2 separate regions of the Rattus norvegicus genome follow, and region 2 is linked to region 1. Evidence: chromatin contacts called from public Hi-C data. All regions are on one chromosome and are shown on one strand. The core of a region is the stretch at or near the end of the contact, and the rest is flanking DNA. Distances in the headings are between cores, read along the strand shown. Region 1 holds the start of Pthlh (parathyroid hormone-like hormone). Region 2 holds the start of Ccdc91 (coiled-coil domain containing 91).

Region 1 (4,305 bases), core at 594-3,093:
TTATCCAAATAAATACAGTATGTAAGTGTGCTTTTTTTTTTTCTAAAAAAAAAATCCAGCTCATCTGAATTTATATTTGGATGCTAGGTAATTGAATTTCACACAAGTCTCAAAAATGAGCAAAAAGTCTGAAGACAATTTTGAGAAGTAAGGCAGCAGTACACTCGCTCTCGGGACAATGCCGCCTTATCTCCAGTACAATGCTCTACACAACTTGCCTTAGGAGATTCATAATAGTTTCATTTTGGTGCCAAGATCCAGACATGTCTAAAGTAATTTCATTTAAAGATTTTTTCTGCCAAACTAATAAGAATAGACCAGAAGCAGGCGCTGAACAGTTGCCTTTTTGTATACCCTCGGGAGTTTACAAGAAGCGCCAGGAACCTGACTGTAAATATTAGGTAGAGATTGCTGCTTCTATTGTGAGGTGAGCAAGTCCTCCTAATGCCTTCTCCAGAGCCAAACGGCTCAGTTCTTAAACTTTATGATTTTCCCATCCCGAACAGAGTCTGTGTTAAGAGAATGCAGCCCTAGATGGTATTACATCCACATCGATGAACTGTGCCCAGTAGCCTATCAAGACAGTCAGATTCAAGCATGCCTACTGCTGAGGTATTTTGCTGGCGTACTTGGATGTATGCTTATCTCAAAGTCAAAATCACTCTTCTTAAAGAAAACAAAAACCAGAGACCGAAATGCCAGCTGAGAATGCCTAACTACAAGCTTTCAGTCCACAATGCAAATATTTCGACTCCGGATTAAAGAACCGTTAGCAATAATTCCAGGAAAAAGAAAGTTTCCACACCTAAAGTCCATTTTGGAGGCAAGCACACCGCCTTCCTGAATGGTATCGATACTAAAGTTGGACATTTGCCACTAAAAAGATGTTACTACTAAATTATATAATATGCTTTGTTATGTAACACGGTCCTGTTTTATATGCTTAAAATTATGTCATTCATAATGAAACTAGGCACAAAGTTTTTGCTTCTCACACGCAAACTGCCACCCACTTCATTTAGACATATTCACGCGCGCGCGCGCGCGTACACACACACACACACACACACACACACACACACACACACACACACACACACACACACAAGCGCAGACAGCTCCTGAATCTCTCAGTTTTCCTGATGAGTTTCAGAACCTCCTGGTGGATAAAGTAACTTTGGTGGTTCCCTACAGGCAGATATCTTGCCGGCAGAGATTCTGAAAAAGAGTCCCTCTTACAGAAAGGCACACCAAACTTGTTTCTTGATTGTCCCTTTTAGGGTCTCACCAGCTCTCTAGCCGGCTCTCCTGGGCTCAGCCCGTTGCTAGCAGGTACCCCGTGACTGTGTCTAACTCAGGTTGAGAGCATCAGGGAAGGCTCTGAGTTCTTGGCTTCCGCATTGCCCGCCTCAGTTCGGCCACCTCTGGTGCTGGTCTCCTCCATCCCTCACCCGGGAGGAAGATCCGGTACTTACAGCCTGCGACCAAGCCCCTCCACCGAGCGCCCGCGGGAGGGCACGGAGTAGCTGAGCAGGAACACCAGGACGCTCCACTGCTGAACCAGCCTCCGCAGCATCGTGCCGCTCGCTGGCTCTGGGGACCTGCAAGAGTGGAACCCGAGGGTCAGTCCTGGCTCTCCATCTATCTCTTCCTCTCACTGCCCCTCTCCCTCTTTTGGAACCCCGTGGCTTCCCAACAAGCCACTCCAATGTCGAGGGCATCTCACAAGTTATAAGGAAAAAAGAAAACAAGAAAAAGAAAGCAAAAAAGTGTTTCCGAGCCCCTGAGCACTTACTTTTGTAGGAATCAGCGCCTCCAACTGTGCCTCTCTCAAACCGCACAGGCAAAAAAAAAAAAAAAAAAAAAAAAAAAAAAAAAGGGACCCGAGAAGGGAAAAAGCAATCAGAGAGTTTCCTCTGAAAGAGCGAAGACCGAACGTTTTACATAGGCGTCGGGGATGCGTGACGCGTTGCTGTGGCTCCCATAGCAATGTCTAATTAGTCTTGGCGGCAGCGCTCTGGGTCGCGGGGCAGGGCGAACCCCTCTTCAAACGCGAGTGTCCCGCAGGAGTCAGCTGTCCTGCGCACCAGGCCTCTGGGTGCAAAGCCACTTGCGGCAGAGAGCGTATATATACATAGCTGTCGGTCTACCTCCTCCGGTGGGCTGGTTGCTTCCGGAAAGTTGATTCCACAACGCCCTTGAACAAGTTGCAGGCGCGCGTGTCGTGGATGCGAGGGCCAGGTGGCCGCGAGGGCGGGTTCCGGCGGCGGGGCGGAGCGGCCCAGCTGGGGCGGCGCAGGTTGGAGAGGAGCTGTGAGCCCAGCCTTGGAAGGTTCACACGCTCTGTGGCCAACCTGCTGAGAAGTGAGCGAGTCGCAAAGAGGTGGCGCCCGAGGAACGCGCGCCGGCGGAGCAGACTGGGGTGAGCGGGCCGGCGGGGGCGGGGAGCACAGGGGAGCTGGGAGCCACGGAGCCCCACCCCAGTCCCGGCCCGCGTGGGCCGATCTGACGCTCTCCTCCTCCTGAACCAGCCTGCTGCCGCCTGAGTCCAGGAGCCCAGGTCCAGGAGCCCTGGTCCCCACCGGCGGCAAGGAGGAACTCCGGGTGGCCTGCGAATCCCAAGAGTCCCAAGCTCGTTTGCAAGCTCGCACTGTTGCAAGCCAGCCTTCCTGCCTGGCATGGCCTTCCCCTGGGGAGGGGACTAACCCTAGCACCCAGGAGAGCAAAGGCGATTTTTGGTCTTAACTGTTTGAGAACAGCTGGGGACATCACATCTGGAGCAGATCCTAGAAAGGGTGTGTGAACAAGGATGAAGACCCACTTTGTGATCTCAGAGAACCTGGAGCACACAGAATCCTTCTTAGCCACTCTTCCTCTGATAACCTACTCTATGTCCTGCTATAGATTCACTGAGTAACCTTATTCCAGTCGTTTCAGCTTCTCAGCGCTGCTGGGTGGGTGGGTGGGGAGAGGGGGAGAATGTTGTGGGCTACTGGTTCTTACCAGTGTGTGTGTGTGTGTGTGTGTGTGTGTGTGTGTGTGTGTGTGTAAACTGGTTCCCCGAGGTCCTAGATCCTGCTGAAACGAACCCAGGAACCACTCAAAGAAATTTGTCTTCTGGACAATCCTGCTGGAAATTTTCATCTGTTTGTCACTCAGAGACCTTTGTCAGGCCCGGGCTGCCTTCCCTGATGCTCTACAGACTTCTGGGGTGGGTACAGCTAGGACTTCTCACCCCTCTCCACCCTGAAGCCTTGCTGCTGGCTAGCAGTTAAGGCGGGGTCCCCTCTCATCAGAAGCTCTTGTCTCATTCCTTGATTCTTTTAAACTTCATACTTGTGAAAAAAAAAAAAAAACTTGGCTTCTTCCCACCTTAAAAAGAAACCCGGGAATTCCCATAACGTCCTTTAAGAAGTTAAGGATTTGTAACTGTTAGACTTGCTTGGATGGCATGAAAAGACAACGTTTGAGCCTGTGACACTCTGTGATAACCCTTCCCCAAAGATGCTGGAGCCCTAATTGATCTGAAGTGGGGAGCCCCACGAGAGGAAAAGAAGGGACTCACAAAGGAACCATCCTGCTGTTTCCTGCGAGATTGTTTAACATTAAAATGATATTTGCTTCACTACCAAGAAAAAAAAAACAAAACAAAACCCAAAGGTACTTTTTGCCAAGTCTCAAATTCCTCTGACTTAAAAAGAAAATACTCCCCCAATAAAAGGTTGGAACAAAAAATAGACCCACTATGCATTAATGACAGGAATCTATACAGTACTTTGATTTATGTTGTTTTTTTTTCTAATTAGATAAAACTGACCCCCTTCTCCCTCCTTCCTTTCTCTACCCAATCACCCACCATCTTTTCTGAGGTTGATGGGAAAACATCATCCATTTTAAAAGAATTTCCTCTCCTCAAATCGCAGAGAAACTATAGAGAAAATATAGACAATGAGGAATGAGCTTTATTGCCCCAGGATGAAACACTTCCTCATGCTGTGCTGCTTTCCCTTTTCCTTGAGTTACAAGCTCCTCCACATTCTGGCCAAAGAAGGGACATCCTGCCAGTCTCATTCAGAAATATTTGTTTTGTAAAATCAAGCCTTTAATGAATGAAAAGCTTTGTGTAAGTGGTCTTTTCCGTTATTAGGAAGCAGGCTCCATGTGGACCACTCTTCCTTTCTTGATATAGAAATTACTTTTAGTGTTTATCTACCCGGCACCTGATTCTTTGCCTTGGCTGCGGAGGGTGTTTTATGACATCATAATCTAAGTTCTGATCCTTCAGAGGTCACAAGTTGGCAAGGA
Region 2 (4,537 bases), core at 399-2,898, 200 kb after region 1:
AACAGTACACATTAAGAGAACATATTTTTATTCGATTTTTCTTAATGCTGTACACACAGAATGCTCTACTGATGTTACTACCATTGCTATTAAGTCCATGTAATACTAAATTTTGGATTAGGTGAGATAGAGTGAGCCTACAGACATTTCAATGGAAAAACCAAAGGCATTAAGGCTTCTAGCACAAAGAGAGAAAAGACAAGGTGACACACTGATATTAACAGTTTAAGAAATGTTTATTGAATGCCTTTCCACTTTCTTGACTACCAGACTCTAGATGTACAAGGAGAAATGGAAAACAGCTTGCTGAGTATACAAGTAAGAAGTGGTCCTTGACTTGTCACTGAACTGGTAATAAAAGTATACATGTGTAAAGAAGCATCAGATTTATCTAAGAGAAACACACCTTGTTTCTGCAAAGAATGGGTGGGGTGGAAAAAGATCAGAAGAGGTGATCTTCTCAGGATTACAGCCGTTCACTAATGATTTCAGGTTGCCCAGTTCAGTGGATTTGTGTCAAGATCCGGTTGACACTTCCCACTTTGATTAGAGATTAAAGACAGTTCAATTTTGTTCCATGGAAGGAAGAGAAAAGCAATTCCCAACAAATGCCCCTTGTATGAAGAGTAGAAGTTGCCCACAGACTTACACTCAAAGATTAGGGTACTGGGCAGTAAAACATCTTGGACGTATCTAGTTCACTCCCAGATTGTTACCACTTGACTAGTCCCAAGTAAATAGCACACATTCAATAAAAATTAAGTGAATGTTGTTTAAATCATCTGAGAAGTGTGCTATCTGTTGACCATTTCCACGTAACAGTCATGACAGTCTATACAACTACTCTCCCCTTCAAACAAAAACCTATCAAGTATGTGTGTGTGTCTTCCCCTCAGGAAAAGGACAGCTTTGATATAAGGATGTCGAGCGGCTGAAAAATCAACCATCTTTAACAGAATATGAATGAACTGCTATGATAGAGTGATTACAGGTGCTATAGTCCCAGCGCCACGGATCTTCAAAATTCAGAGAAGCTTTCAGCCTAGTAACGTTCAGGAACTTGAGAGTTCTGCTAAGCCAACAGGACCAGACAGCATGTCAAACATTTCTTGAGCAAGTCATAGTGCCAGGTGCTTTATTCAGTTCTCAATTTTTTTTGGTTGCTTGTAAGAGGCAAAGGGAGCAGAAGGCTCTTCTGTGGTAGATTCGAGTTCTGGACAGGAGAAAGATTTTGATTTGGTATGTGGTTTGATGGGTCTGCCACTAAGGGAGAGTGAGAACCCTTACTAGGAGGTAGATCTTGAGAAAGGTCAGGAAAAGCATTAAGTCGAAGCCAATCTATCGCAGAGAGCAATTACCTGAGGATCACTCAACTAGGAGGTTCTTCTTGTGCCCTAGCCTGCTGAATCTCTTGTAGGAGGAATATTTAGTGGATAGTTTGTTTTGGCTCAGGACAAAGTTTAAGGGACGGATCAGGATGGTCAGGGTAGTGAAACCAGGTTAGTCCATTTCACAGGTTAGGTCTCTCTCCAGATGAGGCTCAGCTGGCCTCAGCTTGGGGGTCATGTGATGCGACCGCGGATGACTGGAGCGCCGCGCGCAGGCCTGGGCGGGCCTAGGTGGAAATCAACTTCCGGTGAGGAGGTTCTGGACGCCGGGTGGTGCGTGGGCTGCCCCAACGTGGGTTCCCGGACCCGCAGTCACCGGGAGGGGGGTTGCGTGTCCCGTGTCCCGGAGCACGTGCCTGAAAGCCGGGTGTGACGCGCAATAGCGCGGGGAGCACTGCGGCGGCGGCAGGAGCAGGTAATCGGGTGCTCGCCGTCAGGGTCCGGGTCTCGGCCGCGGGTGGGAACGTGGCCGAGCTACCGCGAGCCGTGAGGTCTCGGCTGGGCCACTCGTAGGGCCTAGGTTAGGGAGGCATCCCGCTCCCGCCCTCGTCCTCGGAGACTTGCACTTGCGTGGTCCCGAGTGGAGAGCCATAGGAAGTGCGCTCCCTGGCTGTGCCGCAGTTGCCCTGGCGGAACGGAAGTGTTGACCCAGTCGCTGTTCCCGCCGGCACCGAGCGGCGCACCCCTTCCGGTCTCAGACCTTGGGAAGGCGCGCTGGAGTCCTCTTGGAGATCTGATCGCAGGACACACCCACAGCGGCATCTCGGGTTCTTTCCCGAGAGGAACACCTTGCGAAGCGCGTGGCCTCTGTCTGTCACACACCTTTCCCCGCCCCTAGGATGCGGCGCCTGCGAGGCCGCCTCCGCCGGAGGGAGCTTTGCACAGGAGTTGTTCCTTGCTCTGGCAGCTCTCTGTTGGTGAGGCCACAGCGCTCTTGGTCCTCCTCTCTGGGCTCAGCTAAGGTCCCTTAGAGGCCGCCCACGAATTCCGACGTCTCCCTCCACTGTGCAGACACTGACACATCGTCCGCTCCGAATCCTTACCGCCCGGCTCGGTCGATGGTGGTAGAACATATTTGCTGCGTGGTTGAGGGATTGCTGTCTTGTCACTGGGTGGGTCAACACTCACCGCAGGATTTAAGACAAAAGCCTTCAGGAAGGGGCGACAAGCAACCAGGGAGAAGTGCACTTGTGGTCCTTTCCGCCACACTTTCTGTTGATTTGGGGGCTGTCTGTTCCTCACCTGTTGGGATAAATGGCTCAGGGAAGACGCCAGGCCCGCTACACCTTCTTGGTGCCCGTAGGTGTTGTGATAGTGGAGAATTGCCTGGTGAGCGGTCAGGAAGTTTGGTGTCCCCTATGATAGCTAGGAGGAGTTTCAGTGGGCTGGGAAATGTGAACTGGTTGCCTAGCAACATCATACTCCAAATGGAAAAAAAAACATAAAACAAAATGAGAAAGTCCAGGATTTTTGAGTTTTTAAGAAAAATACTAATCTTCATAATACTTGAAAGAAAAAGAAAACTTTAAAAAATCACCCAGCGAAACATCTGTTGTTCTCTCCTTTCCTCCTTCTATTCCTCCCTCCCTCTATCTCTTGTCTCTGTCTCTGTCCCCCACATTCTGGGTGTGTGTGTGTGTGTGTGTGTGTGTGTGTGTGTGTGTGTGTGTGTAAAAGAGCCTGTCATTATCTTGTCTCAAGCTTGAATGGACAGAACTTTGCTTAATGGGACACTTTATTGAACACACAGCTACTATAAGATTTGTAAAGAATATAGAGTTTTTATTAATAAAGAAAATTTTGAGGGGAATCTCGATGACACAAGACAAGTGGGAATCGATTGAGGTGGGCTTCTATTCATGAAAAAGGAGAAAACAGTTTAAATTCTATGGTTCACAATTACAGAGCACCATTGCTTACTGGTTCCTTAAAACTTTCCATTAAGTTTCGTCATTTCCTGTAAAATTAAATTTCTGAAAGGCCACTGTATTAATGTGTTTGTTAATTTGGTACATTTTAGGGTTTGGTTTCTGGTTGTGTCTCCTTCAGTTTCCAGCAACTTGGGTTTCCGCTTGTTTGAACTAGAGTTGATGCGCATTTTCCCCAAAGGGCATTTTTTTCACTTTAGTTCAGGGTAGACCTCCCAGTAACTCATTCAGTATGTCTTCCTGTGCACTCTGACAAGTGCCTGGTCATATAACATCACCACGGTTTGCTCGTTGGGATGACCCAGGATGGGTACAGATTCGGATTCATCCTCTGTCCAACTTTAGCTCTCTGGATTTGTGTAAGTGGAAAGATTCAGTGTAGCCCTTTGTTCCTACCTTCCCCCCCCCCCCCCAGAATGCTTTTCTAGCTCACCCTCTGGGCATCTGTGCCCAGACTTGGTGTCTCCTTGAAAAGGGGGAATGTTACCTCCGTCAGTGAGTAGACAGACTACAATGTACTCACTCACTAGTTGGTGGGCGTTTAGGTAGTTCCTGAGGTTTGTATTTTGGGGTGAAGCTGTTATAAAAATGCATTTTGGGGTAATACTCATATTTAAGTCTTAAGAGAGATTAGTTCTCTTTTTCCTTGGTTCAGTGTTGAGTGGAGGGTGAACCAGGCGGCAGGTGCATGGCTAATGTTTTACCATGGTGGCTGCTGCTGCTGCACTCCTGACAGTGAGATGCACGGTCCATGTTGCTGTGCATCAGTCAGTCAGGTCTTGGCATCGTAGCTCCCGCTTCAGCTACTTTGGAAGGTGTTTCCTCATGACTCAGTGAGTTTTCGTTTTTTAAATTTGAGACATGGTCCCAATTGGCCCACTCTGCCTTCAACTGGCTCCATAGCCGAAGCTAGCCTTGAACTCCTGATTATCCTGCTGTCACCTCCTGAGGCTGGATCACAGCTGTGTGCCTCCATACCTGGCTCTCACTGATGATTTTATTTGAGATTCTAGTTAACTAGCGCGTAAGGCATTTTCCTTTGCTGCTGTTTGCAATGTGTTCTTTCAAGAGGCGTCTTTCCAAAGTGTTTTGTGAGATTTTACTGCCTAGTTAAAAAATCTTATACAATGTGAGCACAAACTTTAGTTTTACACACACACACACACACACACACACACACGTGTAAGTATTTATGTCCACAGGTGTTTTCTTTGAGTCTGC

Evidence for each region. Hi-C and Micro-C count contacts between places; a contact is called where the count stands out from the background.
Region 2: a contact with region 1 is called in a Hi-C map of Schwann cells, with 4 times the contacts expected there. The contact joins the promoter of Ccdc91 here to the promoter of Pthlh in region 1. A contact is called at or near these places in 3 of 12 Hi-C or Micro-C datasets (Schwann cells, mammary epithelial cells and psoas muscle).

The regions. Positions count from the first base shown.
Region 1 is chr4:181,928,611-181,932,915 of GRCr8, forward strand. Pthlh (parathyroid hormone-like hormone) reads right to left here and starts at 1,844. Exons shown (of 4, transcript NM_012636.1): 1 at 1,796-1,844; 2 at 1,476-1,601. The coding sequence starts at 1,576.
Region 2 is chr4:182,131,325-182,135,861 of GRCr8, forward strand. Ccdc91 (coiled-coil domain containing 91) reads left to right here and starts at 1,649. Exons shown (of 13, transcript NM_001014061.1): 1 at 1,649-1,803.